7 separate regions of the Mus musculus genome follow, and all the other regions are linked to region 5. A link is a contact called in public HiCAR-type, HiChIP or PLAC-seq and promoter capture Hi-C data. All regions are on one chromosome and are shown on one strand. Each heading gives the region's core, a stretch centred on a gene start, on an enhancer-like site or on the middle of the called end of the contact. The rest is flanking DNA. Distances are from core to core; before and after follow the strand shown.

Region 1 (3,688 bases), core at 339-2,838, 770 kb after region 5:
CTGGATTGATCATGTTCAATAAACCACAATTTTTGTCAATTAATAGAGCATAGCAGTCCATTAAGTCCAGAGGATACTCGATTGTCTTTTTTCTCCCCAATCTCTGGCTCTTCTGATCTTTACAAGCTTTTGCTCCCCTCTCTCTTGATAATCCCCAAGTGTCAGGGGGAGGTAGTGTGATAGATATGTCTCGTTTGTAACTGAGCAGCCTACAGATGCTTATTCTCTGCAGTTAAAGCAGTTGTGAGTCTTTATTTTAACAACCATTCATTGGTTAGAGGAACTTTGCTGGTGAAATCCTAGAGCTGCACTAATCTTTTAATATAGAGATACAAGTTTGGAGGGCATTTTGATAATATATCCATTTAGCAAAATAATAGTAAGTAGATTAATTGCCAAGATCTATGTGCTCCTCGAGCATGACAACCCTCATTTATAGTACTAGACATGCATTTCCTCTTGTGGGGTGGTTAATCCCGTAACATTGATGACATTATTGCGCTCATAGGCATATCTTGCCACACCTGTCATTATTGCTGTACAAAGTGTTCACAGCTGGGTGAAAGAGTCTGTGACATTTTTCCCCATCAGCCTGTCATCTCTTCAATAGACTATGAAAATTTCTCAGGAGGCAGGAAAGTTCTTGGTTGTTAATCGCTTGCTTTTTTCATGTGTGGGGACCAAAGTGTGACTTCCCATACACTTCTGCTGGTTGCCTGAGAGAAATGACAATAGTCATTATTTGGAGAATATCAAGTGTGAGGTATTCAATGATGGCCATTAGGCTTTTCATTTTCAACTTATGTCTTCTGCATTCCCCCTGTTTAGGATAGCTCCAGTGTGTGTGTGTGTGTGTGTGTGTGTGTGTGTGTGTGTGTGTGTGTATAATTTAGTAGTTCTTTTCAAATATCCTTAGTGGTAGTTATCCTCACTATCCTCACTATCCCATCTGTCTTACTGTCCCATCCTTATCCCTTGTTAAAACCTCTTCTCCAGTATTCATCATTCCTTTTCATATCAACTGCATTTTTCTATCTCCCTTTCTGTAAGGTCTTTCTGCCCCCTCTCCACCACAGAAGCATCCTATCCATTTTCATGGCTTCCCTATTCACAATATCTATGACATGTCATAGCCTACATGTCCATCAACTGATGAATAAAAAATGGATATTAGCTACATGTACACAACAGAATTTGACTCAGTTGTAGGGAAAAATAGAATTATGACACTCGTTAATATAGACTAAACTGGAAAATATATCGGGTGAGTTAGTCCAGACCCAGAACGATTAAATTTTTCACATGTTCTTACTCATATGTGTATTACAGCATCAATCCAGTTGTGTTTTTAACTTGAAGTACCTGTGGAATCTAGGAATTAGATAGGCAAGATTAAGACCTTGACCTTGAGAGCCAGAGGTTCACAACTGAGAATTAGGTAGAGAGTAGAGAAGAAAACCTCAAAAGAAGGTCTAGTATGTTTCAAAACTTAACTTTAGAGGGAATAATATCACTAAAACCTCAGGCAGGTTTCCACAGGTCACTGTTACCTAACATCTGGCATCAAACTGAATCACATGTCTGGCAAGTAAGTCATAAATTGAGCGTCTCAGTTGATGTGACTCTTGGAATGCTGGGTGTTTCTCCTTCAGAGGGGAGCTTAGGTCATTTGCTGATGAGTTTTATGGCATTGATGCTGCTTAATTTAAATGACATGATTTATATCAGCAAGAGTAGAATAATTCTGTGGATGCTTTCAGGATGTGTACATGCATAAGCAAATATTCCATTGACATTTTCGGTGACCTCAGCTAGAAAGGCACTGATGCCTTAGGATATTCTGGAACCTCAGATTTCTCTGCAGTTATTTGTATATCCTTGCAGGATGCTCAGGTCTTAGACTTCCTGAAACATAATTCAGATCTTTTTCTCATGAGACCTCTGTCCAGACACCTTCTCTCTTGCCAATTGTCTTGATAAAGCTTTTCCTCGTGGTAAGAATTCTGAATCTTTGAGTTCCTTAAAGAAACCGAGAAATTTTATAGGGATATGTTTTTGTTTTAATCCCAGGTGTAGGGACATGGGACTGCTTCACAGAAGCTGACTATGATTTGCCTCATGCTCTAGCAGAAGCACAGTTTTCCAAGCTTCAGATGGTTTCTGTGATGGGTATATTTGGAATTCTGTGAATTTTTCAAAGGGTATATGAATGCTAGAGCCCCTATAGTGGGTGGTTGTTGGTCCTTCAGAAGGATTGGTTATAGTTTTATAATAGTCATGCTCAAAGAAGAAAAATGAACAAAGAACTTAGATTTAGCAATCTAGAGATCTCTCCCTATTCCTTCCTTCCCTCTATCCTTAATTCTCCCTTATCTAGTGATAGGTAGTGAAACTGGGGAGGCAGTGGATAATGGGGGGGTCACAAAGTAGCAAAGGCCAACTACATTTTTTATCCCTGAATGTAATTAGGCAGCCTATCTCAGGCACAGGCAGATATAAACACCTCATTCATATTCTCTTTCCCTTTTTTCTCTCCCTTAAAAAATGTTTTGAAAAGAGCATCTGTGAGAATTAGATTTTGTTTAAAAGATACAAAATATCCATAAGTCATGAGAAATAAGATCAAAGAATCTAATTTACACATTTATATAAAAAAAATCAAATGGGGAGATATAAATTTTTACCTGTTTTGACATTAAGTATTTTTAACAGAAAGGTGGACATGTCACATTTATTTCCTGTTTGTAGAGAATTGTAGGAACAATCAAGTAACTACTCAGAGGGAATGTTCAGAGAAACGATGAGTCTCCTTGCTAGTCATTTCACAAAATAAGCTCTGTCTGCTCAGAAAGACAAAGTGTCACTTTCTGATTTGCTCATAGGAAGAGCTACAAGGTCAACAGGAAAGTAAAATTGCTGTACTCATCTGAGATGTAGACAAATCAGATCACTTTTCCTGCAAGGTTAGAAAGCAGCACAGGCCGGACCTTTGTCCATCTTCTCTTAAGACTAAAGCAGCATGAACAAAATGGAAGGCGACATTTCCAGTGCACTAATGCCTGCTAGATGGCTCTGATAGTTAGCGAGACTGATTACTCAGTGCCTGCTTTAATGCCACACAAAACTCCAGTTGCCATAATAACTAAAGGTGTCAGGTATAAATGGCCCATTAAATTATTGGATATCATTATTCCTATTTTGTTATGAGAAACCTGTGTCACACAGGGAAACAAAATTACCCTCATAAGCCCACAATTAGTGGCAGTTGTTAACCTAAAAAAAAAAAAAGAAAAAAAGAAAAAAAATCTCTATATTTTTTACCTGCAGACTGTCTCATGTTGCATCTCTTTTCCCTTCCGTTTGTGTGAAATTAAAACCAAGAAAACTCAGGACACAGTTCTGTCCTGATGTGCTCAGCAGGTAGCAGCAGCCATGAGATTTCCTAAATCCTTCTCCGAAGTGAACAGGATATAAATAAAACCTAAATGAACAGACATCGTTTCACCCACGTGGACGTTTTAAGAATGATTTCACACGAATGCAAAGGCCTGGGGGATCTGTAATTGAGTGAGAGAATGAGAAAGTTGCAGCTGGCTTTTACGAATGGTTCAACAGGGAGTCCGAGAAATTAAAGGAACTGTGCTGTTACAAGAGATGCTGAAATGGATTCTACAAGTCCCCAGAGGGT
Region 2 (3,819 bases), core at 947-3,446, 830 kb after region 5:
AACAGTATGTCCAGAAACTGTGCTAAAGTGGTCTCCTGGAATCACCACTGTGTGACTGGTACCACACTGACATGTACTTCACAGAAGTGGATTAGACTGTAAGGAGACTCAATAAGAAACCTTGTGAATAAAAGAGAAAAATGCTTGGAATCAAGGACCAGACTTGCCCTCTGTCAGACGGTAGGAAATTCATATTATAGGATCAATTGAAATACTTTCTCTGTTATCAAAACTATCAGGAAGTCTCCCTCCAACAGCAACAAAATTATTAACAGATCATTAAAGGCACAGCAGAACTTTCTCCCTTCTTTCTGTAGAACTAAGAAGCAGTGACTTTTGGCAGGGGGTGTACAGAATGTCAGAAAAGACAAAAGGAGTGTAGCAGAATTACTTGGAATGCCTCTTACCACTTTAGAATAAATCATCAAAATAATGACCACCCAAAAAGTAAATGAATGCCAAAATTATCATACATGGAAAAGTGGTTCTTCAACTATATTAAAATTTAAATTCTTCTGTGGGAGAGCAAGTGAGTGGAAAGACTCCATACTTATGTGGTAAGGGATTTGTATGATGTGATGATACAGAGTCCCAAGGGGGGGGAAATCACATGTTCTCTCTCATATGCATGCCTTATCTTTTAATGTCTCTATGTATGGCCAAGGGAGCATGAAAGTGAATTTAATTTAGGACCTAACAAGGACTCAATGATGATGGACAGGAAGTGTGGAGGAAGGAGATGCAGTGCCTGATGGAAGAAGATAAGAAGTAACTGGGAGTAAAAGGGCACATAAGAATGCAAAGATGCAGAAGAGTGAAGCATTAACAAGTACAAAGACTGCTTTAAAATTGTTATAAAGAAACCGATTACTGTGTGTACAAATGCAAAGTAATAATAAATTATAAGACGATTTATATACAAAATATTCAAACAAATTTTAAAATTGGACTCTAATAAAATAATCTACTAAACATAAAAGAGAGTCTCTTTACCCAGAAACACTACCAATAACTTAACCTGAGATGCCTAGGCAGCATGAGAAAGATGCAACTAGGAATAACAAAGACAATAAATCTATGCAAAAAAAATTAGTATGCCCATGATAATGTTCCTTGAGAAAAATAGACTTAAATGTAGAAGGTAATAATTTCAAGATACCAATAATAAACATTGTTGAGAAGCCCAAAAAGGATAAGAAGAAATGCCAGAAGGAAGATTACAAGAACACAAACAGTTAAATGACTGAAATAGTAAAAAAAAAAAAAAAAAAAAAAAAAAAAGAATAGAAGAAGAAGGAGGAGGGAGAGGAGGAGGAGAAGGAGGAGGATCGGAGGGGGAGGAGGATGAGGAGGAGGAAGAGTAAAGAAGAGGAAGAGGAAGAAGAAGTAGAAGGGAAGGAAGGATCGAGGTCAAAGGCACATAAACTATGGTCAACAAAATCATAAAATAAAGTATCCTTAAACTAAAAAAAAAAAGACACTTATCAAGATCCATAGGCATGCAGACTATGAAACCAATAGGAACAGAAAAATCCAACAAACTCCCTTTTTATATTCAAGTCAAAACATTAATTTGAAACCATCTTATCTTATTCTCCCTGACATTGGCATAGCTATGCCCAGTCCAGCCACTGACTTTGCTGTTTGAGAATATTCACTTCAGCTGACAGTTATGAAGCATTATCCGGTTAAAAGAGACAGCTGGAGTTCTCCAACCTTCCTCTGGTTCACTCCGGAAGGACAGTGGTAAGTAAAAATCTTCAAAGCTGCCATAACTGTGGTCAGTGTGCCTAGCTGTACATTTAATTTGAAAGAAATTTGATGGCAAAATTAATAACAAATATATTAGAGAGTGAGGTAGTGAACAAAGTCCTCTATAGCAAAAAATAGAAATGTGAATAGGTGCATTTTGTAAAATTTTACCCAAAGATCTACACAACAGAGGAGGATGTGAATAAGCAAGATGAGTCACTTGCTCTGTGGAGACCAATCAGCCTCTAATAACATAGCCATGGCAACACAGTAGAGACCATGCCTGGTTCATCAGAACAGACTCCTGTTCAACAAGCCTGACCTGGCAATAGCCACAACTAACTGCCTAATCTTCCTGTAACAATAACCAACACTGAAGCTGTAATACAGCGTTATCCTAGGGTGATGAGCCTACTGTTTGGTGACAGGATGATTACATCAGACAACTGCGGTCACAGACAGGAAGAATTCTGAGTAGACATATAGATTTGGACTTCCCTTCTTCCCTGCATGCACTGCTATCTGTGAACTTTCAGCCATAAACTTACTCAATGTAGCTTTGTCTCTGGCCAAGGAACTCAAGGAGTGTGACAATAGTCTCACACTTAAAGGATTCATTTGTCTCATTTATGTTCGCTAAATGCCAAACCAGATAGATTGAATGATTTCTTAAATATTAGCTACAGAGTGCTACCTGGGTAGAAGTACTTAAATGCCTATAGTAAAGCTTTCCAAAGATTGTTCAATTGTTGTATATATTATGATTTCAACATATAGCCTATGTAACACTGTCTTACCAACAGGTAGGACTCAAAGGCACAGGAATCAAGGAATTACATAAGAACTACATTAATCTCTTCTGAGGTCATGGTCCCAATGAGGAATACACCATTAGATCATTACAATGTAGTTCCAAATTAGAGACCGAATCCTATTATCAACATTTTAATTTCTATCTTTAAAAATGTGTATCTTGCATTTCTCAAATTCAGTAATGATGTGTGTCGATGCCAATACTAAATCCTTTTAGATAGATACATACATAAATAGATAAATGGATAAACAGATGGATGGATGCATAATAAACTGTGATAAATGATAAGTAGATACATAGACAGATGATAGATAGATAGATAGATAGATAGAACGAACATATATACATGCATAGATACATACAGACATACAGACATAGATGGTAGATAGAGTAAGCATACAGGAATATCATCGTATGTATATATATAAATATTATCATAACTCTGAACAAAAACCTAAATAATTCAGTTTAATTGTCCAAAATGCTTTACTGGTTTTCAAGCTAAAGTTTTATCAGGGCTTCAACTTATGAATGGCAGGAAAGTGACCTTCTTCTTTAGCTGATTACACATAGACCTGTCCAACTTGTGGACTTTGTGCCAGGATAGATATGAATACAACCTAACAACTTCATATCACAATGTCAACAGGTCAGACACCTCTGACCTAAAACCTGCTCACCTTTAACTATTTGGAGCAAGCTTGATCTCTTCTGAATGACATTGAGGTAGGTATGAGAATAAGTTACTCGCCTATTTTTAGCTTTTTCGTCAAAAGTTTATGCATTGGTATTACTACTCCTAAGTTTGCTTCACCCTAACACACGTTCCCTCATTCTCCTTATCATGAAGGTAAAGTTAGGACTCTATTAGGATATTTCCAAGTTCATAATCTGGTCATAATACTCGAGTTAAAATAGCAAATACTCTATATTTTGCCTGAATAGATATTCACAAAACTTCAGTACTTGAGTAACTCATTTGGCTGGCAGGCTCCAACCCAGCTGCACTGCATTTAAGCTCTGCTTGCTCCACTTCACACAAGGGAGCATTATGAACACGAAAGCAGACACCAAACCAGAAAATATGTTTGATTTCTGCCAATCAAAACAAAAAAAAACCAAAAAACAAAACAAAACAAAAAAAAAAAAAACAAAATAATACCATTACAGAGTACAAATAAGGAAGAAAGAATTGATTATTTAGCTGAGGTCTGCAGTTCAGGTCAGGTTAGGAGCAGCAGGAGCCCAGGGGC
Region 3 (3,854 bases), core at 1,221-3,720, 590 kb after region 5:
CATTTATTTCCTTTGTGTGTTTGGAAAGAGTATGTGTGTTGTATGTGTGGAGATCAGATGGCAGCGAGTTGGAGCTGGGGTTTTTTCTTACACTACGTTGGTCCTGAAGATTGAACTGGGGTCACCAGGTTGGTGGCAACACTGTTATTTACTAGGCTATATTAACAGTCCTATAAAAGTCTTTTGAAGTATATTTTGTCAATATTTAATATCCAAAGCTAAAGGAGCATTGATATATTGCTCCACTTACAACTTTCATATCTTGAATGTGAATCTGTTTTTATATATGCTTTTCCCTTCCCAATTGCTTGTCGACTGTTCCAAGTGAGAAGCCCCACTCCTTCTAATCCATGTCCCTTTTCTGGCCAGTACTAAAGCAATTTGATCTTTCTTAGACTAAAGTATTTGCCCATAGACATTATGAGCTACACCACATTACCCATTATTAGTTATCTGCTAGGGATTTATATCTGAGTTAGAGTTATTTCTGCTTTTTCTGTGATTCTTAAATCTTTTTTTGTCCTTAATATTACAGAGGACTCATTCAGGATTTTAAAATACTACAGTGTCACAGTAGAATGGGCTTTCCCTTGGATGGTTAGTTAAGATGGGATTTCACACTGATTTTGTATTTAAAGTGACTTTTGAGACCCATGGGAAAATGGCATTGATTGTAATGTCTAACGGAAAGACATAACCATCCTTGACCCTGTCTTGGAGTATAATACAATACATACCCAGTGCTAGGACTTCCACTAGCCCTATAGTAACTCTAGCATTCCTGTTTACATTACCTTGGTCCCACTCCTTTAGGATTAAAAGTTTTGGTACCATACTAACAAATACACTCTTTGATATTTGACCCACCAAAGAGATATTTCCTTTTTTTCTTCAGCAAAATACTACTCACTTCTAGCAGCTCCTTGCTTGCTTCCTTCTGATGGTCCTCATCTCTTCCAACTTGTCTCACCTCCAGGCACCTGCTTGCTGACTTGCTTATTACTTGTGCATATCAGCCACCATCAGTGTGTTCCTTGCTGAGATATCTTGAGGCAGGTGTTATGATTGGTTAACATATGCATGTAGTGGAGTTCTCACTATAATATATTGATGATTCTACAACGTCTAGAGGAATAACTTTGAGCTTATACTACAATGATTACATAATATGAAGTTTAATATGTAGGAGGCATACTCTGTTGGGTGGGAAGCATGGAAAGTAATGGGCATTCAAGATAATAAAACCATCTCCCACTTCTAAAGTCATTTTAAAACTGAATAAATTGATAATTATTTCTCCAACACTCAGACTAGATTTCCCCAGACTTAGTCATAATGCCTGGGTACTTTCTATTCTGTTTTTTCTTCTCTCTTTTTATAAATTAGTGGGGCACATATACACATGGTCTTGCTTAAAGCACATAAAACAAAGGATTCCTTGCAACCTGCTAGTATACACAATCAGTTCTTCTTCATCTCTAACCTGATGAGTATGATATATTTTCAAACTACTTACATAATTCCCTTTCATACTTCCCCCCCGCCATGAATTTCCTTTGCATTTTAAATTCGGGCAGCCCTCCCATATTTAAGATCAATGACAAACATTTTGACAGTATTTGAAAAACTATCCAGACTAAAGTAGTTTATAATGTCCTTAGCTTTGTTTTGCCTGAACACAAAATAATAAGGTCAAATTGTCTCCTAGTGAACCATGTCTGAACAAGTCTGGCTCTTTTCTTCTGTTTCTTCTCGGCAGGCCAAAGGCTCAAAGGTCAGGTCAAAAACATATCTTTCCAAATTCTGATGGAGCTTGAAACCCAGATTCCCCTTTGCTCCATTCCAGACTATTAAGTACTTTAAAAAAATAATAATGTAGCCAGATGGACATTTTTATATCCTGTACACAAAACTTGATTCAATTTGTCAAGATGATTCCAAGTTTAACCACTCAGTGTGACAAAATCTTTCCAAGGAAACACTTTTTTTTTTTGTTCTAGCCACTGATTTGCATTTTCAGTGTTTAAGTAATGGTATTTTATTTTAAAATAAGTGTTGGATACAAACAACCTTATGTCTATAACCTTAATACACCACAAATAAGGACAGATGGTGCATAGATAACAGCTCACAATTAGTTAAAATGAGAAAAGGGGTCAATTTGAAGAGTTGAAATCACCAAGTCTCTCTCCTGATTTGATTGATAAACAGCCAATCAAGCGAAAGCTGACCTTGCTTTGGTTCACTTTAAGACTGAAGAAGGAATTAGGACTTCTACTGGGGAGAAACATCAGCTACTTAAGTGTGTATCAAGGGTGAGAGGAAGGCAAGGAATCTGAAATGGAGGGCTTCCAGCTCCAAGTTATTTTCTCCATGGAATTTCATCAGCACAGACTTGGATAAACCCCATGAACTCTGTTTAATAATGGTGTGAAGAAGAGTGATATTTACTTCTTCCTTGGCCTAGTGGAAATCCCAGGATACAGTTAAGAGGGGAAAAAAAAACCACCGTTCCTGTTCAATATGCTGACCATATCTGCGATGGTCAGAGTGCCCTTTTTTCACTCTCTAAAGCATCAGCATTCATTACTTTGATAACTCCCACGTTGAATATGCAATGTTAATGTGTTATTTTTCTAGAAAAGTCTAGATGATAGACTTTATATTAAATGCAGTGGTACATTGAAAGATGCTGATTTTGAACAAAATACTTCAGTAAGACAAAGTAGGTAGAAGGATCAACAGGCAGAAATAACCCTGCCAAGACACTAAGCCCACTAGGAGATAAGCTTCCGGGATGACAGAGTCCCTTTGCTTGTGGATTGACACACATTCATTAAAAGTAAATTAGTGTTCCCATCTGGTCTCTGACTCATTTCATGGGAACAAGAAGTTCCTTTGGAAGGACAAATAGCCAGGAGGGTGGGAGTTGAAAAAGCAGGGGAACATGGGATTGCTTTGTGTAATTTTCCTGGGCCTCGGAACCTCATATAAATTTTCACATATAATGAAAATTTGCTGAGGAAAATTATCCAGTCCACCAGTGCTTTCTGGTATTTATTTCTCTGTGTTGCCCCACAGATCAATTGTGTTTTCAGCTTGTAACACCTGTCCCTCAATCAATCTTTTGAAACTATCTTCAAGTGTTAAATTATTGAAGAAAGAATGGTGTATGTAATGCAATCTATATTTGTAAGATCATTGGGGAATTTCATCTGAAAAGTTAATAAAAATGCAAATCCCTTTAGTATAGGCACTCAAAGTAAGTAGCCTTAGATATCATTCTCGAAGCCTCATATCGCTGTATGACAACCTGTAATTACAAAGGGAAGGAGGCCATACAGAACAGGAAAAAAAAATACTAGATAGACAATCCTTAATTACCACAGCAGACAAAAGTACTATCAATCAAATTTTACCTATTATTCTTTCGGCAAGAAAAAGATTATCTCAGATTTTATATGTCAAGCACTTTTTCCACTCATACACTTCCCAAATTCTTAAATTACATTCTATCCCATCTCAATCTTCTCAGCCTTTATTGACTGATAGAACACACAATATTAGTTAAATTTATTTGAGTTATTTTCTGTTTTTAAGTATTTAATCAAAAAATTTAAATTTAAAAGGCATATTTAGATATAATGAGTTAAAGTAACACAGAAACATAGTATTATAAGACATAGAAGTGACGTATATAAAATTGTGTCTGCTATTCTTTGGGCAGTCTTAAATTGGGACATTAAGGTAAGATTTTCATTCAGTAAATATTTTAGCTTTCTATATTATGATATCTCAAGGGATGAAGATCATGAATAATAAGCCAATGATGTGTTCCAATTGTGACATTTTTT
Region 4 (3,783 bases), core at 729-3,228, 650 kb after region 5:
AAATGCATATGCATAGAATACTAAATATGAAAAAATATATTCATAACAAGTTTACTGTGACCATATTTGTTTTACATGAAACACTAACCAGCTTTCTTTTACTGAAATTATGGACACAAAGTAAGAAAACAGTGCTTGATTTTACTACAACAAGCATTACAGAAAACAGGAAGGAAAAAATTGTTCCTTTTTCAACTCCAACCAAGGTGAACAAGGATATCTTCTACTTGGGAAAGGAGTCGGGGGATGGAGCTCAATTCTTATATATAAAATGTAGTAGGCCTGTCACAGAGATGCACAGTACCAAGCAGAGCTCTGCCACTGTGGTCTTTACAGCAATACTCACCAGCAGCCTTGGTACTGAATTGGGCAAGAGCTTGCCTTCTTCCCTCAAACATTTTCCCATTTATCACAGAGGATACAAGACTGCACTGATGGGGAAGGTTTCACAAAGTTAGTACTGACTTTGTCTTGGGGCTGAGAGGTGTGCCTGCTGTGGTGAGACCAAGTATTAGGCATAAGTAGTCTTTATATTCATACTACTGCTCATGTACATTCAGTCTCTGTGATGCAGCATAAATGGAACCTGCATATAATGTCAGTACATAAACTTGACTTTCAGCCTACATCATGCTATGATTTAGAAAATTCTTGAAGAACCACCCTATCCTGAGATTGTACCAGTATCTCTAGTTGCGGGCCTCTGTTAGAACCTACTTTAGTGTCAGATTTGTGACTGAATAACTATCCCAAACATTCTCAAACTTAGGTAGCACAAGTGTTACCTGGTTAGTGTATGCAGATTTAGTCTCTACACTGGCACATGTGTCAAGTAGAAACCTGTATATTATGCCACAGGCTCACATTTTTTTACTTCATACCCTCCATCGAATATGATGGGCCTATTTCTATCCATAAGTAAGCACTCCAGGACCTTGAAGATAAGAGATGCACACATGACCCAGCTCATCATCAGCACTGTGGCAAACCAAATAAACACACTATCTTCACCAACACCACTTGAACATTGGGAAGCATAGAGAAACACTGCATTCATTGGAGGTAAGAGAAGTTAGATATCACAAAACTGTGACTTGAAATTCAGTTCAACCTCATAATGAACACATCAGAAAACTTCCATCTCCTGATTAGTGCTTCTGTATTTAACCTCAGGAACAACCAACCCCATTGCCAAGTAGAAATAACCATACCTAATTTATCATATTCATTCAGATAAACATAACCTGAGACTGATTGAAGCCTCTTTGGGCCACGAGTTGACTTCGGCATTAAGCAGTGCACAGTAGTCAGTAAAGGGCACAGTCTCATCCCAGTACCTCATCGATCAGCGTGGACATTCTAAAGACAATCTTGCTCAACAATAGGGAATGGTCAGAAGAAACCTTTTCCACTGTAGTGCCAAGAAGAAGTTTGGACTATACTTCCAGGCACTCCCTGAGTCATGTGTTACAACCCAACTTTAGATTTCAGACAGACCTGGACTTGTGCTCAAACTGTAACACATCAGGAGTGATATCATGTCAATAAAAGCAGAAGGAATTACAGGCACAGAGGAAAAGAAAAAGCACGAAACAAATGGCCTGTTTAGAATTAGGAGACGTGCAGGGACATGCAAACATGATCAAGAGGATTGGAATATTCCTTCCACATTAAGATCAGATTACTTATGAAGAATTAAAAAAACACACTTGGAAAATCATTTATTACCTCACTTAATGATTAAAAGAGTTGTCTAAAAACACCCAAATTGTAACAAATACATAATAAAGATTTTAAACCACTGCTTAAAGGAAACATAATCTTTAGGAAAAGGCTGACAGATAATTTTAAAAACTAACAGGGGGATGGAATTAATTTAAAAATTAAAGTGGAAAACTTGAGACCCATCCTGAGCAAGAACCAATCTCTAACACTATTAGTGATACGCACTGTGCTTGCAGACATGCACCTAGCATATCTGCCCTTTGTCCATCCAGCAGCTGACCAAAACAGATGCAGAGAGCCATAGCCAAACATTAGACAGAGCTCAGGGAGTCTTTTAGAAGAGTTGGGGAAAAGATTGAGGGACCCAGAGGGATAGGAACTCCATAAGAAGACTAACAAAATCAAATAAGCTGGACCCTTGGGAATTACTAGAAACTGAACCAGAGTGTACATGGGCTAGACCTAGGTCCCCATACATATGTAACAGAAAGGTAGCTTGGTCTTGATTTGGGTCCCCTAACAACTGGAACAGATGCTGACCTTAACTCTGTTGTCTTACTATGGATCCTGTTCCCCTAACTGAACTGCCTTGTCTGGCCTCAGAAGGAGAAGATGTGCCTAGCCTTTCAGAGACTTGATGTGCCAAGGTGAGTTGGTACCCACGGCAGGAGTTTCCCCTTCTCAAAGGAGAAGGGGAGGGGGTGTTGAGGGAGGAACTATGTGAGGGGGAACCAGGAGGTAGGGGGTTGTTATCAGGATGTAAAGTGAATAAATAAATAAATAAATAAATAAATAAATAAATAAATAAATGGAAAAATCACTAAGATAAATTTAGAATATGAAAATTGAAATTATGATAGATACATCAACATGCTAAATCATATGGAAATAAGAATACTGAATGTAAAGACAAGCTGAAAATACATATTTGGAAAGGGAGAAAAGAAAACTAATCAGAAAGAATGAAGGAAGCCCACAGGAACTCAGAAATCTTGGGACAACATCGAAAGGTCAAATATTTGTGTTGTTTGAGTTCAACAAGGAAATGAGGGTGGCACAAGGACAGCATGATTATTTAAAGTAATCATAGCAAATGGTTGTGCACATGACATGCAACAGCTCAAGAACACACATTCTTTTCATTACCACATGGAACATTCTCCAATATATAATCAGATAAGTTACAAAACAAGTCTAAACTGTAATATAAGAAAGTAGACATCACTAGCAAGAAAACTGGAAACTATAAAAAGTGAATGTAAATTAATTAACCCACAGTTCAAGACCAATGGTTTGAATAAGCAATCAAGAAAGAAAATATCAAAATATTTGAATATATTGAGAGTATAGACATACTTTACCAAAATTAAAGGCCGGCAGCCAATGGCATTCAGGTTGATTGTATTCAGTACCTGTGCCAAAAAAAAAAAAAAAAAAAAAAAGTTACTAGAAAAACAAAACAAAAAGTGAAATAGAGAATGTAGATAGTAAAAAAAACAAAAACATTAACAAACCTAAGTGCTAACTCTTCTAAACTATAAACAAAATTGGCAAACACTTCGCTACGAAATAGAAGAGGAAAATTTCAAATAACCTCAGAGATGAAGAGGAAGACATTGTGACTGATAGCACAAAATTGCAAAAGATTGCTCAATATTTTCATGAGCAATACCTGCCAGCTAATTTGATCATCCCTCAAAATGGATAGATTGTTTGAAATTTATATAAAGGATATTAATATGGAAAAGTTTTCTCCAAGTGCAGATTTTCTGGTAAATAGAAATAATTAAAGATGGTATTAAGAATTATTACAGCCCCAGTTGTTTGTTCTGGTAAAGTCCCAGTTGCTTTGGGAGCCATGGATTACAGTGAAGACGTAGCCAAATCCAAGAACCATACCACATACAACCAGTTCCAAAATTGGAAAAGAAAGAGCATCCTTAAAACCTTAAAAAAGATTTGATTCATTTAAGGGGATCAACTACAAGTTACTGAGGAACATGAACTTTGCTAAAAGGTACGACCAAAAAGGTCTGAAAAAGATTTACATAAGCAATG
Region 5 (3,584 bases), core at 116-2,615:
ACTCAGGTTGGGCTTCTAGACCAGGGCTCCCTAAATTCAGAGGCTGATTCTCTGAAGTTGTCTAGGGTCATGGGGGTAATGGCTGTTCATCTCAGGGCCTCTCCTCTCTACCCTGACTGCCTCGTTCGGCTCACAGCCTCTACCTGGATCAAGGACTGCAAAGCATTACTTTGAACGGAGGCAGCAGCGGGGCGGCGGAGGAAGTGGACAAGCGAAAGCAGGGAGCTTTCTAGCAAACAGTGCGGTGCCAGAGCGCAGAGATAACCTTTTCCAACCCTTAAGCACTCCACTGGCGACTGAAGCTGGAGGGGGAGAAACTTCTCGTCTTTTAAATTTGCCCTTAATGGCCGGTAAGAAGCCAGAGCCTACTTTGATCATTGACGTTTTATCCGCTTAAGAACTGAGAACCTTAGAGGCTGCGAGGAACGCGCTTCTCCCAAGTCTGAGCCGAAGGACCGCCACCCTGGCGGCCGCTTTTCGTGCACTGCTGGGGTTGCGCTCCGAGACCCCGCGGGTTGGCCGCGAGCCCGCGGAGCTGTGTGATAGGAGACGCGCGCCTGCCCAGCTCGCGGGCAGCAGCTGGACGCGCACTCAGGCTGGCTGGCTGGTACCGGACTCCCCACCCCACCCCCACCCCCCCACCAGCACTTCTCGAGGTTTCGAGAATCGAAACTCAGTTCTCAGCAAACCCTCCCCCTCCCTCACAGAGACTGACGTGCGTGACCAGTTGCCTCTGGAGACCACACTTGGCCCAGGGTCCAGAGTGGAATCGGCGGTCTAGCCACAAACGGACACTGTTGAGGGAACCTCCAGGAGACCCAGTTACGCGGCAATGACGCGCTCCACCCGGCCAGAAGGCTAGGCTTGGGAAGTTTCTATAGTTGCGTGATTTTTAACCCTGATCCGGTTTTGATGGCCATCTATCACATTTGAGGCAAAGTGTCTCCTCTTTAGGGGTGTGTGTGTGCGCGCGCGCGTGTGTGGACGTGCAGAAATGGATAAATCTACACGTAGGAGCCACAGGCATCTGTCTGTGCTCATAGCCAGGGGCTGCGCACCCTGGCCTAGCTCCAGCAGCTCTGAGCTCCGGCGACTGTCCACCCAGCGCTGGGGGCGGTGCTCTATGCAAATGAGAGGGTGTGGCGAGCGCTGCGCGCTGGGGCCCCGGAAGCGCGGAGAAGCCCGGTATAAAAAAAGTACTGAAGACATTTCCCCCCGCACAACTGCTAAAGCTCCAGAGACGCGAGTGTGCGCGGTGGCATCGGCGGCGTCGAGAGCCGCCACCTCCGAGACCACCGCAGCGGGGGCGCGGGCGGGGCGCGGGCAAGGGGCGGGAACGCTCAGGGCGCGGCGGGGGTCGGCGCGGAGAAGTCGCGGGCCGCTGCCGGGAGCGCACTCGCAGCTCCTGCGAAGTGTGTCCGCCTCGCGGTTCCTCGCTCGCCTGCGCTCCTAGAAGGGGCGGCCGCCTCCAGGTGACACAGACGGGACTCTCGCTTGTGCTTTCCAGATGCATCAGAGATACTTTTGGTGCGGGGCTGCTCTGCGGGGCGCGGCGCGCGGCTGGGCATTGGGGTCGGTGAGGGTTGGGGGAGGAGGGCTACTATGGGCGTCACGATCGGGGAGGGGAAGCCCAGGCCCCTCGGCGGGACCCCTGTCCCCTCACCCGCACACCTCTCTGCCGCTCCCCTAAATCCACTCTTTCCTCTTAGGACTGACCAAGGCCAAGTGGCTTTCGGAGGGCACTACATGGCCGAGGGCGAAGGGTACTTTGCCATGGCAGAGGACGAGCTGACCGGCGGCCCTTACATCCCCCTGGGTGGTGACTTCGGCGGCGGCGGCAGCAGCTTCGGCGACCGCTGCTCGGACTATTGCGAAAGCCCCACGGCGCACTGCAATGTGCTGAACTGGGAGCAAGTGCAGCGGTTGGACGGCATTCTGAGCGAGACCATCCCGATCCACGGGCGCGGCAACTTCCCCACGCTCGAGCTGCAGCCAAGCCTGATTGTGAAGGTGGTGAGGAGGCGCCTGGAAGAGAAGGGCATAGGTGTCCGCGACGTGCGCCTCAACGGCTCAGCCGCCAGTCACGTCCTGCACCAGGACAGTGGCCTAGGCTACAAGGACCTGGACCTCATCTTCTGCGCTGACCTGCGTGGGGAAGAGGAGTTTCAGACTGTGAAGGACGTCGTTCTGGATTGCCTGTTAGACTTCTTGCCCGAAGGGGTGAACAAGGAGAAGATCACACCGCTCACTCTCAAGGTAAAGCCACCTGATGGGCTTGGGCAGAGCAGGGGTGGGGAGAAAGCAAGCCCAGCTTGCCTTGACTGCCGTCAGTATGGCCATAGTGAGTTCGTTTATTTATTTTTTTATTATTTTTTTTTCACGAGCGCACTAATGCGCGTGAGTGGTGTGGAGTGTTTTAGTTTCCTGGGAGATCCAGCGCCACAACTCTGTGCTTCCTCCTCTGCGTTTCCTTCTCTTCCTTCTCTCTATGGTTTAACTCTTGACTTTCCTTGCTGGACTCTTGTCCAGAGTATAACGTGATTGGTGGAAGGATGGAATGATGTAAATAATTTTTTTGAGTCATCTTGTAATCTAGACTTTGGGAAAAATAGCAGCCTGAAGCAGAACTGAGTCAATGGTTTTTATTATATTGGAAAATGTGAATCGATCCATACTCCACTGACTTCGGCGTTTAAGATATTTGATGCTTTTCCCTGTTAATTCACAGAGTCGAGGGTGTAATAGTGTGCCCCTCCCCTTCGGTTTAGGTGGCGTTTTGTATAATTAATTAAAGTTGTCTGAAGGCAATTTAGTTCCTCTTTGGCTGTAACTGTAGAGTGTCGCTGGAGGGACACACTCGACTGATAAGATTGATTGCCTAAGGGGGAGGAGAACGGGGTGGTTGGAGACCAGGCTGAGAGAGGCCAACTCACGACACTGTCTGTCTCTCTGTGGATACTGGGTGAATATTGTGCCCATTAGACCATCTTCAAAAAATAACATTTGAACTCAGACATGACAATAGAACGTCTTAGTATGCTGCTGTGTCTGCCAAAAGCCTCAAACTATTACTTCTAGTCTCTTTCCCAGACGGCAAAACTACTCGTTAAATGTATTTTTTCCCCTGTTTTCCGAAGACCGTTTAAGCTCGTAGGTAGTGTTTTGCTGAAACTTAACAAAACAAACAGGAAGGAGCAAAATAATTCTCAGCAAAGCAGCTGAGACACATTTATTGTTCCTTTACCAGCTTTGTTCATTTCCTTGTTTCTTTTACATCGTAGGAGGCTTATGTGCAGAAAATGGTTAAAGTGTGCAATGATTCTGACCGGTGGAGCCTTATATCCCTGTCAAACAACAGTGGCAAAAATGTGGAGCTGAAGTTTGTGGATTCCCTGCGGAGGCAGTTTGAATTCAGTGTAGATTCTTTTCAAATCAAATTAGACTCTCTTCTCCTCTTTTACGAGTGTTCAGAGAACCCGATGACTGAGACATTTCACCCCACCATCATCGGTGAGAGTGTCTATGGTGATTTCCACGAAGCCTTTGATCACCTTTGCAACAAGATCATTGCCACCAGGAACCCA
Region 6 (3,433 bases), core at 441-2,940, 960 kb after region 5:
TGGGAGCCATGGAGGAGAGCAGCAAGAAAGGGAAAGATTAACAAATGGCACATGTGTATAAAGATTCTATGATGAAACCTGTTCATTTGTAGACTAACCTAAAAATTAATTATAAATAAGAAAAACGTAAATAATAAAAAATAAATTATACATAAGAAAAAATGACTTTAATGTGAAGAGCCTCCTGTAGTTAGACATTATGTTCTAGTATGCTTTTAATTCTGAATTGTTAGTAGTCTTGTTCCCATTCATTTGAAGATGACTACAGTCTGCTGTAAGCTTGGGTGTGCTTTTAGTAAGTCTGTCTATAAAGTTTAAACTAGTCATCATGAGGCAAGGTGGAATTTATTTTTCTGTGTAATTGTTTTCATGTGTAATTCACATGAGTGCTTTGTTTGTTGAAAAGGCAAAAGAAAAGGGGACAAATAACACAAAAAGGAGTTTGTTATAGTATGCCCTAGCTCTTACCTTTACTCTTCATTACTAGAAAATAACAGGTGCCTCACACAGGAGTGCAGAAACATGCACCTGGTTATGATTAAGGTCAAAACAATTATGTAAGGATTGACAACACTGAAGGACATATCAGAGGGAAAACAACCAAAACTCTGAAACCCACTTCCCTTTCCTTACGTTTGAGGCGTTGCAACAGCCAAGCCTCATTTCCCTTGTTTTGCTACGAAGCTCAAAATTCTAAATGTTGTGATGGAAACATCAGCTTTAAAGGTCGCTCTATTTCTGGTTTTGATCATTAACATTCTGCACAGCTTGCTTCAGGAAGCCTTAAACAAGATGTTCAGATCCTAATTCTTAAAGAGAAATTAATGAAGGAGCCAGAAAAAGATGGTAGCCTGGATACCAAATTTATGAATGGACAATGTCATGGATCACTCTGTGACTGACATTTCTGTTGTAATTCTTCCTGCTAATTTCACTCTTAAATCTTATTGAAATATTTCCCATATAATGCAATAAAATTTATTCATGGGTAGTGCTTTTACTCATTGTATAATTTTACATTCTCTATTATATAGAGAGAAGAAAATTATTTTTACATCTTTAAAAACAACTACTGAGATGTTATAGTGTACAAAGCAATACAGGCAGTCTTCAAAACTGCTCTGCCTTTTATTTTCAGAATCTGACTCAACATTTAAGATCCTTATTAATAAAAGAAATAATAAAATACTATGATCTATAATACAATTTATGTCTATAATAAAAATTAGAGTCTACAAAATTCTAAACATAAAGTAATATTTGGTATCAGGTTGCTATGGGTATTTGAGTTTAAAGGGAAAAAAATCTGACCTTTACAATGACAACCTTGCTACCATTGAACCTTTCCCATCCCTATGGAGACCGTTGGGCTCTATTTCTGCCATAGGTATTGGAGAATCTGAGCCACTGTGCAACTTTCCTTATGAAATGAACAATTAACACTCTAGGATGATTCACAGTCTCCTAAGAGAAGCTGTTTCAATTAACACTTCATTGCTGTTTCTATTTTGTTTCAATTATTAGGTTTCATTGCTTCCTTTCCTATTGGCTTCTTACAGCCTTTGAGACTAGCTGCCTTCAAGCCTGCTGAGAGAGGCAAGCTGGGGAAACCACAGGCATTTCCCACAGCCAATGCACCCAGAGTGCAAGGAATTTTACAGCTGAGATCTGAGCTGTAGGGCCTAATGTGTCTGCTGGCAAACAATGCACAGTGCTCTCTACCCGTTTCTCATATCTTCCCTCCTGGCCTCAGCCACACAGTGGAATTCCAAAAGTGTCTCATAACACTATTCAATTCTAAATCAGTCTTCATAAATCTTTTTCATAGCTTCATCCACTTTCATCAGCAATTTGTGATTGCCCCTTCAAAACCTTTTGACAAATTTCTTACTCATAGCCATCCATGTAGAGCAATTTTCACTGACAGCGAACTGAAGGCCATTGAACCTCTGAATACCAACCGTTCCATCAAGTTCCTGTATCATCACAGCTCTATGCTCATCCACCCAGCCCACAGTCTATGTGAGCTGGAGGAGAAAGCTGAGGTTCCCAAGTGGTATTTATGGGTCCATGTGATAATGAGGTGCATGCCCTTATGTGAGCTGGAATTTCCACTTTAAAAAAAAAAAGTCTTTTTTTTTTTTAATTTGGTAGAGAAAGCTAGCCCTTGATCAACCATAGCAACATATGAGGAGTAGGTAAACCACAGTGGGAACACTGAGGAACAACCCCTTCCAAACCTGTTCAGTAAGCTCTTGGGGGTCATTAGCTCTGACTGGAACTTTGAGAGGGCAGGAAGGCTTCTGAATTCCCAGGACAAGAGCTGGATACAGGGGAATGAGCCTGACTGAAAAGAGGCTCCTCATCTCTCTTAGCACCAGCCCCACCCAAGGCTGCCTCCTCCCCTTCCAGCTTCATCACCTAGTCAAGGCCTTGCATTGGGAGTGATGCTAGCTCGTCCAGGACCACACAGAGATGATTTCAGTTTTGTTTTAAATCTAGTTTACGTAGTCCTTCCTTTTTCCTTTAATTCTATCTTGACACCACTATGACCTTTATCAGGATTTATTGATTTGAACTTTTATGTGGATACAATGATAACAAATGTTACTATTAAACTTCCCTTGTAAATACTTCCTTATCCTCCCAACAATCCAGTTTGTATTTTAGTCATCATCATTTTGGAGATGATGAACCATAGCTTATGGAACAGTGTCTAAAATAAAGGCCTTCGCCTGCTAAGGGTTCATTTGACCCTAGTCCAAGCAATGGGAGTGCATCATACTATAAGAAAAAAATTTAATGGATCCATTATAAATATGCTTCTATGATACCAGACCAACTCTCTTTGAGAGAAGGCAACCCAGTCAACAATATTCTGATGGGTCACAGAATTACTTTACATCACAGAATGTTATACTGCATTTAAAATATGACAAGTTCCCAAATGTTGACATATGCTAATTACCCTAACTGAAGTTGTTTTATTCAATTTCTATTCATCATATTTAAAGAATCTGCCTAGAGGTCAGAGATCTAAGCTTCTCTCTGCCTGTTGTTACCTAGAACTTGGTCTTCTCATTTCATTCTGAAGATGCTGAACTCCTGAGGAGAATGTGAAATGGGGAAGAACAGAGTGAGTTTCCCCAAAGATGTGAGACCTATGGCACTTGGCCTGATTCTCTGAGATATACAACACTTCACACAATAAACAATGGGGACAATTGCAAACTTAGAATTTAACTTTCATAAAACCTTAGTAACTAAAAGCCAACATTTAAAAATCAGTTGTTCTCTGAATCTCGAAACATGTACTCAAGGCACTATGTGATTTATAAATTGCAGTGTATACAGAATTCATCTTATGTAGATACTCAAAACATAGGTGTAGTGTCTCACAATGAACCACTGTAACAAATGAGCTTGTCCCAGT
Region 7 (3,501 bases), core at 984-3,483, 740 kb after region 5:
TGAAAAAACAAACTGTTATCATTTTCTTAATGTGCTTTGAATAAACTTTCACAATTATATACTTAATTACATGTAAATGTATACATTTAAATGCATGCCATATTATATTTGAGCTTTTACAGGAACTCAGTGTTTCAAATAATAGAAAGCCAGTCGTATACACAATGTAGGTCAGGAAATAACTCTGTCAATGTGCTCAAGTGGTCATTTTCTAATTAGCAAACCTGTTCTTTACCAGCCACAAGAAAAGATCCATGATACTTTTGCCTGCTGGAATGTAGGATGCACTTTTCATTGGTCTCTGTTTATGACATTTGTGGTATGAAACTTAGAGAGCAGAGAAGGCATCAGATTTAGCTGGTCAAAAATACTTCATGAACCAATTTCAATTGTTAAGGAAAAACATTGGTGAGGGATGCAAAATCCTTGAATTCACTAGAATAAATTAATTGACATCTTTTAAAAGGTTATATTTACTTTTAGCAAGGAAAATGCGTAGTTCAATGAAATAAATCTATGTTTGAAGAGAAAAGTATATTTTATCCTGTCAATGAATTTGACAAATATTTCATGTTGTATGTAATTTAATGAGCATGAAATATTTCTCAGTAATTATTCCTCATTTCTCATCTCTAAGAAAAATGAAACCTGAATCTCCAAGAAAAGTTGCCAGGAAAAAAAGTTTACATTTGCAGATTTAAATGCGGAAGTGTTGTATACACTTCCATATTTCCTGGAGAGGTTGAAACTTTATTGTCTTCCTCCCAGCAACTTAGTTCCTTAAATAATGACTCTGAACTTAAACATTTACTAATAAATGCTTAGACCATGAGCTTCAGCTCATTCTATGACTTGTTCTTAATGTATTGTCCCTTTTACTCTAATTTGAGTTCAATCCTGTCCTTGTCTCTTTATGTCCATCTCAACATCCCAGGGCAAATCTCCTGCATCTTTGACTCTTTGCCAGAATTCTCTCTATTCCTGCTGGATGTCCCACCTCCTATTTCCTGCCTCAGCTCTTTGGCCACAAGTGTTTTATTGACAGAGATGCTTATAAGAGATTCTTCAAGAGGTAGCCCTGGATGTGCATAACTGGAACTCTGCACTACCTGCCCAGCAACACTGAGATCAGAATTTTGTTTAAGCTCTTTCACTAAATGACCTTTAGTTTACTAATGTGTCAGTAATGGAATGCAAGGTAGATATTTTTTCTCTTATATAACCTTCTGTACTTTATCTTGAATTTTTAAAAATGTGTGTGTCTGTGTGCATCTGTGTGTGTGTGTGTGTGTGTGTTTGTATACTGCAAGGTAGATAGTTTCTCTTATGTGATCTCATATACATTTATCATGAGTTTATAAAAAATTGTGTGTTTATGAGCATGTGTGTGTAAAGTCATTGGAAAAGCACAGATTTGCTGTGTTAACGACCTCAGAATTCGCTTAAGCTGGTTTGCTAACACATAAATGCCCTCAGCTACACACAGAGCAACAGCTGATTGTATATCCTCCTGGATTTTCATGTTTACACACACACACACACACACACACACACACACACACACACATATACACATAATATTATATGGTATACATATTTAGATAGATAGAAAGAAAAAATAGAGAATATGAACACCATTCTTACTTAAATTGTAAATTACTCAAGAGAAGTCGTCAAAGATTTCTTTCTATTTTATCCTGCATTCTGCTTAGCCTGGTCTGAACATGCACTGAGGGATAATTAATAAATATTTTAGATAACTTTAGTCCAAATTTAAAAGGAGGAATTTATTACTACTATCTTATTTTCCCATTCTGTTATGGGTTATGAATATAGTTTAAAAAAAAACTCTCTTATCCATAGAAATCCTGGGTAGTAGGCTGAGCACTGCTTTATACAAGCCAGTGCAGTAAACGGTGCAAGAGAGAAAAGCAAATGCATATACTGACCCCACGTCTATGAGCCTCTGTGTCTCAGAGACCTCAGCAAAGAAGTAAACAGGGTCTTAATGCATTTTGCAGATGATACTAAACTGGGAAATGCTGGAATAATAAAATGGGCCCTAGCAAGGAAAATAAAGTAAGACTCAAGCTGGAAAAAAGAACTAACACATCGAAGGGAAAAATAATTCAAAACACAGATTCATGAGGAGGGATAAATCTGGATTGCAACACTCATAGCAGGCTGCCCTGTGTTGTCCAGCATCAGAGGTGACATGTCATAGTGTTCCTTACTAAAAGTCTCGAAGGTTAGGTTCAAGGATTAAAGGTCCATTTTGAACTAGGCATGCGAATATAACTAAGTTATGTGACTAAAAAGTGAACAATTAAACTAACAACGGGAATTCTAAGTATTCATAAATCTACTTACACAGAACTCAGACAAATAGAACAAAAATCAGGTGGCAAAACACATTCTGTAGGGTAAAAACATGAATGTTAGCACTGTCCTATAAAACCAAGCCTGATTATTTTGGTCAATGGGGTTCTGTTAAAAAAAAAAAAAAAGGCAAATTTGAAATGTTCTTCAATGGATCCAGTATGGTGATTAATTTATTTTCCCACCTTATTTATTGTATCATCACAGGACCATTCATGGCAATCTTCTTCCAATGTCAAATCATCAGCCAACTACTTCTGATTCCACAAAGGTAGATTAAATGGATCCATTCTATCTACCTTTCTGTTTAATGCATACTGGTTTTATAATAACTAGTGCACTCTGCAATGTAAAATGTTTTAATCTAAAGCCATAAATCACCTTTGAAAAAATTGATTACAGCTTTAAATGCCTCTTTCCCACCTATCAGCTGGTATTTTGTACATTCACATACCTTCACTGGATATCATTCACATCGAGAATTTGAAAAGGGCATAAGTGCCTCTGCACCAAGTAGATTAGCATGAAAACCAGACAAAGGAGAAAAACAGACTAAATATATTATGATTTTCATCATTAGACTGTTGCTCAACTCCCATTTGCTCCACCCTGATTTCTTTTATGCCAAGAATATGAAACTACAATTATATTCAAGGTTTCTAAGAGAAATACATTTTTCTCTTTTCCTCAATAAATAAAAATGCCTATACTTTTTCTGTGTTGTTTAATATATGTTTTCATTCTGTTCAGGAATATTTAGACTGCAACTGATTTGTCAAGTGAGATGGCTTGAACTTCCTATTTTGTCTTTTTGAGAAACAAGTTTGTCTAAAATACATTGAACTGGATAAATATATGAGATGTGGTATATATGATAACATATATCAGGCAGCAAATAATGCTCAAGTCCATTCATAGCAATACAGAAATATTTAATACCCAAGCCAAATTCAGAATTCACATCTAATAAACAGTTACCATGATTTAAAAAGTAGGAAAATGTATAAATCCGCAATACTGTATAAACAAAGTCAGTCCCAATAGATAAGGATATTGAAGCATCTATTAAACATATAATGCACAGGATTTTAAATTTAAAGAAATTTGGAAATATAGTTTCAA

The links. Promoter capture Hi-C pulls out the DNA fragments that hold promoters and counts their contacts. HiCAR-type assays count read pairs that join an accessible place to other places. HiChIP or PLAC-seq counts read pairs in DNA pulled down with a chosen protein or histone mark.
Region 1: a HiCAR-type map of kidney shows a contact between it and region 5, with 8 times the contacts expected there. The contact joins the enhancer-like site here to the promoter of Tent5a in region 5. A contact is called at or near these places in 16 of 39 promoter capture datasets (the 3T3-L1 cell line, the C10 cell line, the HPC-7 cell line and 10 more), 7 of 484 Hi-C or Micro-C datasets (the N1E-115 cell line, embryonic stem cells, nephron progenitors and 1 more), 15 of 115 datasets of contacts at active chromatin or transcription factors (SST interneurons, acute myeloid leukemia, bone marrow-derived macrophages and 10 more) and 2 of 9 other capture datasets (adipose tissue and embryonic stem cells).
Region 2: a contact with region 5 is called in a promoter capture Hi-C map of the HPC-7 cell line. The contact joins the enhancer-like site here to the promoter of Tent5a in region 5. A contact is called at or near these places in 11 of 39 promoter capture datasets (the 3T3-L1 cell line, the C10 cell line, the HPC-7 cell line and 6 more), 6 of 115 datasets of contacts at active chromatin or transcription factors (bone marrow-derived macrophages, embryonic forebrain, embryonic limb bud and 3 more) and 2 of 9 other capture datasets (adipose tissue and embryonic stem cells).
Region 3: an H3K27ac HiChIP or PLAC-seq map of heart atrium shows a contact between it and region 5, with 14 times the contacts expected there. The contact joins the enhancer-like site here to the promoter of Tent5a in region 5. A contact is called at or near these places in 15 of 39 promoter capture datasets (the 3T3-L1 cell line, 3T3-L1-derived adipocytes, the C10 cell line and 10 more), 4 of 484 Hi-C or Micro-C datasets (the AML12 cell line, the MC3T3-E1 cell line, liver and 1 more), 13 of 115 datasets of contacts at active chromatin or transcription factors (acute myeloid leukemia, bone marrow-derived macrophages, embryonic hindbrain and 8 more) and 1 of 9 other capture datasets (macrophages).
Region 4: a HiCAR-type map of kidney shows a contact between it and region 5, with 5 times the contacts expected there. The contact joins the enhancer-like site here to the promoter of Tent5a in region 5. A contact is called at or near these places in 8 of 39 promoter capture datasets (the 3T3-L1 cell line, embryonic stem cells, frontonasal cranial neural crest and 2 more), 10 of 484 Hi-C or Micro-C datasets (the G1E-ER4 cell line, adipose-derived mesenchymal stem cells, embryonic fibroblasts and 2 more), 17 of 115 datasets of contacts at active chromatin or transcription factors (SST interneurons, acute myeloid leukemia, bone marrow-derived macrophages and 12 more) and 4 of 9 other capture datasets (adipose tissue, embryonic stem cells, liver and 1 more).
Region 6: an H3K4me3 HiChIP or PLAC-seq map of embryonic limb bud shows a contact between it and region 5, with 8 times the contacts expected there. The contact joins the enhancer-like site here to the promoter of Tent5a in region 5. A contact is called at or near these places in 18 of 39 promoter capture datasets (the 3T3-L1 cell line, 3T3-L1-derived adipocytes, the C10 cell line and 9 more), 2 of 15 datasets of contacts at CTCF or cohesin (large pre-B cells and pro-B cells), 1 of 484 Hi-C or Micro-C datasets (embryonic stem cells), 15 of 115 datasets of contacts at active chromatin or transcription factors (acute myeloid leukemia, bone marrow-derived macrophages, craniofacial prominence and 9 more) and 3 of 9 other capture datasets (embryonic stem cells, liver and macrophages).
Region 7: a HiCAR-type map of kidney shows a contact between it and region 5, with 8 times the contacts expected there. The contact joins the enhancer-like site here to the promoter of Tent5a in region 5. A contact is called at or near these places in 6 of 39 promoter capture datasets (the 3T3-L1 cell line, 3T3-L1-derived adipocytes, hippocampal neurons and 1 more), 1 of 15 datasets of contacts at CTCF or cohesin (large pre-B cells), 1 of 484 Hi-C or Micro-C datasets (uterus), 13 of 115 datasets of contacts at active chromatin or transcription factors (acute myeloid leukemia, bone marrow-derived macrophages, cardiomyocytes and 9 more) and 3 of 9 other capture datasets (embryonic stem cells, liver and pancreatic islet).

Annotation. Positions count from the first base shown.
Region 1 is chr9:84,556,426-84,560,113 of GRCm38.p6, reverse strand. No RefSeq gene overlaps it. Among named protein-coding and RNA genes, the nearest start is that of Gm39388, 24 kb to the left of the region's middle. Within about 2 kb of position 1,588, at least 1 of the 459 cell types and tissues checked has an H3K27ac peak or open chromatin away from gene starts, as enhancers often do. A contact at or near this core is called in kidney, where this site is marked.
Region 2 is chr9:84,498,063-84,501,881 of GRCm38.p6, reverse strand. No RefSeq gene overlaps it. Among named protein-coding and RNA genes, the nearest start is that of Gm39388, 82 kb to the left of the region's middle. Within about 2 kb of position 2,196, at least 9 of the 459 cell types and tissues checked have an H3K27ac peak or open chromatin away from gene starts, as enhancers often do. A contact at or near this core is called in the HPC-7 cell line, where this site is marked.
Region 3 is chr9:84,738,452-84,742,305 of GRCm38.p6, reverse strand. No RefSeq gene overlaps it. Among named protein-coding and RNA genes, the nearest start is that of 4930554C24Rik, 34 kb to the left of the region's middle. Within about 2 kb of position 2,470, at least 4 of the 459 cell types and tissues checked have an H3K27ac peak or open chromatin away from gene starts, as enhancers often do. A contact at or near this core is called in heart atrium, where this site is marked.
Region 4 is chr9:84,676,821-84,680,603 of GRCm38.p6, reverse strand. No RefSeq gene overlaps it. Among named protein-coding and RNA genes, the nearest start is that of Gm26126, 29 kb to the right of the region's middle. Within about 2 kb of position 1,978, at least 1 of the 459 cell types and tissues checked has an H3K27ac peak or open chromatin away from gene starts, as enhancers often do. A contact at or near this core is called in kidney, where this site is marked.
Region 5 is chr9:85,324,931-85,328,514 of GRCm38.p6, reverse strand. Tent5a (terminal nucleotidyltransferase 5A) reads left to right here and starts at 1,365. Exons shown (of 3, transcript NM_001160379.1): 1 at 1,365-1,472; 2 at 1,710-2,256; 3 at 3,282-3,584. The coding sequence starts at 1,747.
Region 6 is chr9:84,367,653-84,371,085 of GRCm38.p6, reverse strand. No RefSeq gene overlaps it. Among named protein-coding and RNA genes, the nearest start is that of Gm26146, 180 kb to the right of the region's middle. Within about 2 kb of position 1,690, at least 23 of the 459 cell types and tissues checked have an H3K27ac peak or open chromatin away from gene starts, as enhancers often do. A contact at or near this core is called in embryonic fibroblasts and embryonic limb bud, where this site is marked.
Region 7 is chr9:84,586,738-84,590,238 of GRCm38.p6, reverse strand. The region is part of intron 1 of Gm39388 (a long non-coding RNA gene); the gene reads right to left. Among named protein-coding and RNA genes, the nearest start is that of Gm39388, 6.3 kb to the right of the region's middle. Within about 2 kb of position 2,233, at least 1 of the 459 cell types and tissues checked has an H3K27ac peak or open chromatin away from gene starts, as enhancers often do. A contact at or near this core is called in kidney, where this site is marked.